Regions from separate parts of the Arachis hypogaea genome. Here region 1 is linked to region 2. The links are chromatin contacts, called in public Hi-C maps. All regions are on one chromosome and are shown on one strand. Each heading gives the region's core, a stretch centred on a gene start, on an enhancer-like site or on the middle of the called end of the contact. The rest is flanking DNA. Distances are from core to core; before and after follow the strand shown. Region 1 has its middle 10 kb from the start of LOC112707554. Region 2 holds the start of LOC112707552 (probable inactive leucine-rich repeat receptor-like protein kinase At3g03770).

Region 1 (3,975 bases), core at 1,374-3,873, 48 kb after region 2:
CATTTTCTTCAATTGAGAGAAATTTCATATCTAGTGTTGGAAAAAATAAGAAAACCAATCACTTCAAATGATTACATCCCAGTATAACTAAACAAATTTTGACCTCAACATATATTACTTTTATGATAGATGAAAAGAATTATACACTACTAGTCCGTGACAATTTGGAATTATGTGTAAATAACTCATTTAAGAATGAAACTTCGATATTTAAGATTTTTTTATTAAAACTAATTTATTCGATATAAAATCTGTTAAAGATTAATTTATAGTATCGCTCTTTATTTAAAAACAAAAAAAGACAATGACATTCTTAGAGGAATGTCTATTTTTCTAAATCGAAGTATGAAAGTTACGAAATAAAAAACAATGGTACTGAGGAATGTTAGAGGATCAGTGAATTTTATAATTTGTAATCATTAATTAATTATTATTAATATTTTTAATAATATAAAATTATATTTAATGATATAAAATTATTTATTTTTTTTAGATGATTAAATATTGAACAAATTTTAATAAATCTGTTAGTCTCTAGATTTTCTTTAAATTATAATTGTGTCAGCTACCTGTAATATTGTGAATAAATTAAAGTTTCATCAATTAAATTATGAATTTACACATCCTTCCATTGTTATTCCAAAAATCCTTGGCAGTTAGCACACGTCAGAGAGGAATATCTTGTGAAGCTCGTGACACATTTTTCAATTGCATATGCATCCAGCATCCCTCCCTCCCACGGTGGCACCTGTGACTGAAAGTGACAAATCACAAATGATCCTGGGACCATAGTTCACGGGTTGATTCTTTTCTAGTTTATTGTACTTGGAATATAACTCAACTGACTTCAATATAAAAAGGAAAAGAAATTAATTAATAAAAATTAATAAAAATTCCCAGAATATTGTTATGTTTTTAAGTTTCATCATCTCGTATTGTTTTTTCTTTATGATTTAATCGTAGTATCTTAGTTTAACATTCCTGTCAAAGGAAAGTAGCGATGTTAACGTCTATACTGTACTCCAGCGGTACAATAATAATTTTTTTTAGAATACGTCCATAATAATAATAATAATAATAATAATAATAATAATGATTGTTGTCATCGTAACTAATTTAAGTTCGTCAAATAGTTAATTTATTTGGCTTAAACAAAAATTAAGAGTTCAAATTTTGTCTTGTATATACTATGTAGTAATTTATTAGTTAATAATAAATCTTTAAATAAAATTTAAGTTTGTGACAGATTAATTTTTGGCTTGTCGAATTAAAAAAATTATCATTGTTATTATTAATATTACTATATAAAATTCAAGAAATAACTAGTGTCTAATTTATATTCCTAAACATACTCAATTAACAGAGCTACACATACAAATCATTTTTGTTTACAAATTTTACAAGTTGGGTCTAACACGTGCGTTACAGAAGAAGAAGAAGAAGAAGAAACGTGAATATAAATGACTTGTATGATTTGTATGGAAAAGCGTTATCTCTTTGCCTTCGATCTCCTTCTATTTTTTTTTATTTTCATGGTTTCTGAAATTAAGTTTTGAAATTGTTTTGAAAATGATGGAATTTCAGAAATACACCCGAACGATTACAAAAATACACCCAAACGATTATAGAAATACATCCAAAGGATTACAGAAATACACCCAAACAGTTACAGAAATAAACCAAACGATTATAGAAATACACCCAAAGGATTTAAGAAATACACCCAATATAGGGAGAGACAGTATATTTCTTCTTGAAATCAATACACCCAAAAAATTATAGAAATACACCCAAAGGATTACGAAATACACCCAAAAAATTTAAGAAATACACCCAAAATTCGTTGAAGTAAACCTTATGCATAATTCAGAACTCTTTCTCTTTTTCCTCCTCATCTTCTGCTGCTGCTTCTTCTTCAAAAACGATTTCAGAGCTTGATGTCAAAAAACAATGGAAACCGAGAATAACGAAGAAAGAAAACAAAGAGAAAAGCACGTAAATGAAGAAGAAGTACAGAAAGAGGAAGAAGAACGTGTAGCAAGAAGAAGAAGAAGAAGGAGAAAGAGAAGGCAAGAAACGTACCTTGAATAATGTTTCTTCGTTTTTTCTGGTGATTTTGATGAAGGAGAAAGAGAAAACGAAAAGAGGAGAAGAAATTTCAATAAAAAAAAGAAGGAGGAAGAGAAGAAAAAGAGACACAGAGAAAGAAGAAGAAGAAGAAGAAGAAGAAAAAGAGGCAAAAAAAAAACGTAAAACGACATATTTATAAATGACTTGTATGACTTGTATAGAAAATCACTTATATGTGAAGAATTACTCTTAACAAAAGTAGTTATTTATCTATTTTGTCTTATAATTTCTGTTTTTGAATAATAACTTTCTTTAGAAAAATATTTTTAGATATAAAATGCATGCATTTTGGGCCGGAAGAAAAAAAAACTATGAATATGATTCAGATAATCAGATATGAATGATTTATATCTTAAAATTGGACTTGGGCTTTTCTTTTCACCTGCAACTTCCGAACCTTGGTTGTTGCTTCTTTCAAACTCAAATCACTTGACCAAAAAAAAATAAAATCAGTTAGCCAATAAACTTTAGTTCAAGTGGTATATGTTTAGGGTATATGTTCCTCTTTCTTATTAAAAGGTCTTAAATTCGTGCCTCATTTAGTGTAAATTTGATAAAAAAAAAATATCATATGTGTGTAACTTAAAATTGATTTTTGTCCAATCAATTCACTAAAAAAAAAAAACTCAAATCAGCTATGTCTAGAAAAAAAAAAATCAGATGACTAGCAGGACACAACTCACACAAGCTGGTTTCGGTTTATAGAAAAAAGTATAAATATAATTTATAAAAATTAATATATATTTTTTAGTACATAAAAGTAAATTATTTTAAAATTTATTTATTTATTTCATGATATTAAATTTATAATGTATTAAGTAAATTTATTAAAACGATTATATTTTATATATTTTATTCAAAGAATATATTTTAAATACATATAATAAATATATTAAAATAATTTATTTATATTATTTTATAGCATATTTTTTTATGATATAAAATATAAAAATATAATTTACTGTCACAATAATACTTAACAAAATAAATTAATTAAAAAATTAGATAATTTTTACGTTTTATCGAATCTAAAATAAAAAATATAAAAACTAAGATAATCTTTTTATATAACAAATACTTATTAATATTTTTTAATTATTAATCATGATTATATATATATTTTTTTACTAAAGATATGAACTCGCAACCTCTTAATTAAGTATGAAAAAATTATACTATTTGAGTTATTATTTATTGGTTGATTATATATATTATTAAATATATAATATTATAATTAATTATATAATATTTTAATTTTTGGTTCTTCCTTATTTTTAGATCCGTTCCTAAACCACAGCAAATACCATTTCGGAAATACTAATCCAATAACCCTCTTTTAAAGAAGGCTATCATAATCCAAGAAAGAAGCTTACCTGGAAATTGCCATGTATGGGAAGACTCGGACCATGTTGGTGCCGCATTGATATAAGGTGGAAATTCAGGTGAAGTCGACTTCATCTGAATTTTCACCTTGATATAAATCTTTTACGCATCAATTTCGTTAGATAATTTATAAGACTAATCATCTTCAGTCAACTCTTAACATGCATCCCAAGACCCATAAAAAAAAATAAGAGGCTGTAAATCTTTCTTTTTTAGTAATTAAATATTTCATTCTATAAAAATTGAATTTTTTTTATTTGTTAGCAATTATTAATTAAAAATTTATTCTCGAATTGTACTTGTTTCTTTCTTAATAATTATATGTTTCATTTTGTAAATATTAGATATTATTTTGTTAGAATTTATGACTTAAAAATTGATTCTCAAGTTATTGTAGATGTTTTTTTCTTTGTGAAAAAAATATTCGCATTCTAAATTCCATTACATTTTTTTATTAAGAAA
Region 2 (3,814 bases), core at 887-3,386:
AAAACAGAGGCATTTTTGGGATTTTGTCAAACATTTTTTATCTCTAGGGAGCAAGAGCTTTCTTTTGAGAGCCAAATTGTCAGATTCATTGCTTTTCGTGGGGCTAAAATTGTGGTTTACTCCTTCTCTAATCAACCAAAAGTTAAAAAATAAAAAATAAAAAATATAACAATAATTAATAATCCTATTTTGTAGAGTGTTAAACTTATACAGCAAGAAAGAACTGAAAGGATTTGTGGATTTACTTGCATCTGTGAGCAGCTTTGCTGTGTTGACTGAAGATGCATGTTCTATTATAGACCTTGTACTTGTCCTCACACCATTTTTGTTATGCATTCTGTTCATGACATGCTCCTTCATGGACCTTGTAAACGACTCCACAGCGCCCTTATCCGGCACCCTTTTCATAATCCGCTGCAACACGGATATGGACAAGGATCTTGAAGAAGCAGCTACCATGCCTTCCTTTTCCTTTTCCTTTTCTTCTTCCTCTTTGTCTTCGTCTTCCTCTTCCTTTTTCGCCTGGCTGATAACAATCTCCAAGGTCGGTTTCACAGGTGTTTTTACAACACTACCCTTCTTATGAACCCGGCTAACTACCAAAATAACCACTCCAACAATCAATGCTCCACCAACTATCCCTCCCATACTGGACACGAGAACCGTTTTTCCGGTTGTCCTCTTGTGATTCTCTTGAGGAGGCATGATTTTAACAGCAATAGCCTCGTTGCTGCAGAAGCTGGCAGGGTTCTGATTCCGGCCGTCGTCGTTCGATAAACAATTCCCGGCGTATAGAGCGACCGGCTTATTGGCCACTGGTTTCAAACATGTGGGAAGTTCCCCTCTCAACAGATTCGAAGACAAGTTCACGAAAACGAGCTCATCATTACACGTGTCGTTCTTGAACAGCATTCCGGTGAACTTGTTTGAGGAAGCATCAAGGTAACTAAGAGAAGGAAGAGATAACAATGCAGGCAAGAACGGCCCAACGAAACCATTAAGCGAAACGTCGAGTTTCTGAAGCTGGTAGAAAGTGGATAAACCCGAAGGAAGACCAAGCTTAAAGCTGTTATTCTTTAGAACAAGCGAAACCAATTTAGTTGGAAGAGATGGAAAATGAGGCCCGAATTTGTTGTTCTCCAGGTTAAGATCTTGAAGGTTCGACAGATGGCGAAGGCTAGGTAAATCCCCTGAGATTTTGTTATTTGACAAATCCAAAACTCGCAGAGTTTGTAATGTTCTAACTGAATCTGGAACGGTTCCACTGAGCGAATTGTTCTTCATACTAAGCACAGCCAAGCCTTGAAGAGTCCCTATTTCGCTTGGAATAACGCCTTGTAAAAGGTTGTTATCAAGAACCAGTGATTGAAGGTTCTTGAGAAGTGAAATCTGTGACGGAACAACACCACTGAAATGGTTTGAACTTATGTTGAGTATTTCAAGAGAAGATAACTGAGAAATGGTTGGAGGTATTGGACCCCAGAGACCAAGAGAAACGAGAGTGAGGACTTTTAAGCTTGAGAGTGTGGCGAGTGTGGCGAATAGTGTTTGTGACGAGAAGTTCTGTGGCAATGCGTTGGGACTGAAACCGTTGCCAACAACATGCAGCTGTGTGAGATTTTCTTCATAGCAAACGAGTGTGAAGTGTGGGGTTGGTTCAATGTTGCAGAAGTCTGTGTTGGTGTTGAGGGTTAAAAGTTCTTGGGGGTAGCCGAGAAGGTTCTGGAAGTTTTGAAGTGTTTGGGTCTGAGAAAATTGTAACTGCTCTGAGAGATGGAAGGTGGTGGAAAAGAACAGGATCAAAATGAGTAATGGAATTAGGTGTGAGTGGGAATTGGAATTGGAAACTGGTTTTGCCATCTTCAGCAGAAAAACTGTGTAGCTATTTTCTGTTTCACTATGGTTTCTCTTTCTGATCCTCCATGGGCATGATACCAAGTTGTGTCCGAGTGTTATCCCTTATCATGAACAATGAAGGGAAACCCCAAAAGACATTATTTTTCTTGTTAAGGTTCACCTTAATCTTCTATATTCAAGTGTGAATTGTATTGATTAAACACTAAAGCTGTTTGTCATATTCTCTCATGTTGGCAGCACACTTTAAAATAGTTTTAAAGATTTTAACTGTACCAATTATATCTTTAATATGGACAAACGACTAAACTTTTATACTGATTTTTGAAATTTACGATTTTTATTCTTTAGTTTTTTAGATTTAAATTTTTTTATATTGGTCTAATTTTAAGTACTATATATATAGATTTCTGTATTTTTTTAATATTGAGTCAACAAATAAGATGTTGAACTAATTCTGACTTGTCATATTAAACACATAATTAAATAGTATATTTTCGTTTTAACTTTTAAAAAGAGCAAAAATAAAATAATTTTAGAGCATGAAAAAAGATATAATAATTTATACCTTATATAAATTCTTCTTTTTCTTCTCATTTTAGTTGTGTTTAAATATCAAAATAAAACAACGTTGTTTAATTATTGTTCAATATAATAAATTAGAGTCAATTCATCACTTAGTTTATACTAAAAAAATATAATGGTATCCAAAATTAAATCTTCGAGACCAATCTAGATAATTTTAAATTTAAAAGACTAGAATAATAAAAACAATAAATCTGAACAACCATTTTAAAAATTTAGTCATAAAAATACACTATATTAATTTTTCAGTTCCTTTTCTTATTAAGTGACTTATTTCACTATTAAAACTAACGTAATATATTTTTATCAATTTTAGAAATATAATATACATAATTAAAATTGGTCAATTTCAAAGACTAAACTTAACTCATTTTAATAATAATACATTTTAGATTTAAGTTTATTTTTTGTTTTTCATGTTTATGATTTTTTAAAATATTTTTAATATTTAATTTTATTTAATTTTATCTTTTAACATTTTCAATTCATTTAATTTTATTTTTAATATTTTTTATTTGTGTCAAAACTATCTTAAAAGTTTTTAATTTTATTCTTAATATTTTACATAGAATTAACACTTAAGAATAATTTTAACATGGATAAAAAATGTTAAAAACAAAAATAAAAAAACTAAACGTTAGAAATATTTTAAAAAAAATTATAAATATTAAGAATAAAAAAACATTTTTTACTCTAAATTTTAATGTTAAAATAATTTCTATAGATAATGTCGGTTAAATTAGTTTATTGACGAGTCCAATTACTCGTTTATTAGAAAAAATAGACTTGTATTTATTACTGATATGGACTATTTTTAATTCATTAAAATTTAGATCAACATAATTCAATGTATACTAAAATGAATATGAATATGAAGACCATTTTTTCCGCTACTCAAGCAGTTAGCCCAATTAGTATTGTAAGGTATTGTTTAAGCTTTTTCTATTGGTTTGGCAGTTACTAAATTTCTTCATTACAGGTCATTCAAGTTCCCAACATTTAATGTATATTCTATTCAGCATTAAAATATGTACTTTTTTGTTGTGTATCTCACTGAAGCTTGGGATGCTGTGGCCTGGCATCCATTACTATGTTATCGCTTATCATATCTCTTATGTGTTCCTTCCTCTCTATTTGTTTACCTCCCATGTCACAACGAAGTGGTCCATCATCCTTAGGCTTAATTTTAATTTTATTTTAAAAGAATGTTGTTACGATGGGTAACCGGAGATTAATGGACCGGACTGTATTGGCCGGTCCGATCGTTAGCGGAGGGTGGCTTCCGAGCAGTTTGTGCGCCTAAACCTCCTTCCGACTTGTGTACGTGAGTGAATGGGGGGTGGTACCTGCAAAGACACTCCGATGCCTAAGTTAG

Evidence for each region. A called contact is a pair of places that touch in the nucleus more often than the background predicts.
Region 1: a Hi-C map of leaf shows a contact between it and region 2, with 3 times the contacts expected there. The contact joins the enhancer-like site here to the promoter of LOC112707552 in region 2. A contact is called at or near these places in 4 of 8 Hi-C or Micro-C datasets (leaf and an unstated tissue).

The regions. Positions count from the first base shown.
Region 1 is chr8:42,138,373-42,142,347 of arahy.Tifrunner.gnm2.J5K5, forward strand. No RefSeq gene overlaps it. Among protein-coding and RNA genes, the nearest start is that of LOC112707554, 10 kb to the right of the region's middle. Within about 2 kb of position 2,624, at least 3 of the 3 cell types and tissues checked have open chromatin away from gene starts, as enhancers often do.
Region 2 is chr8:42,090,451-42,094,264 of arahy.Tifrunner.gnm2.J5K5, forward strand. LOC112707552 (probable inactive leucine-rich repeat receptor-like protein kinase At3g03770) reads right to left here and starts at 2,137. Exons shown (of 7, transcript XM_025759316.3): 1 at 246-2,137. The coding sequence starts at 1,860.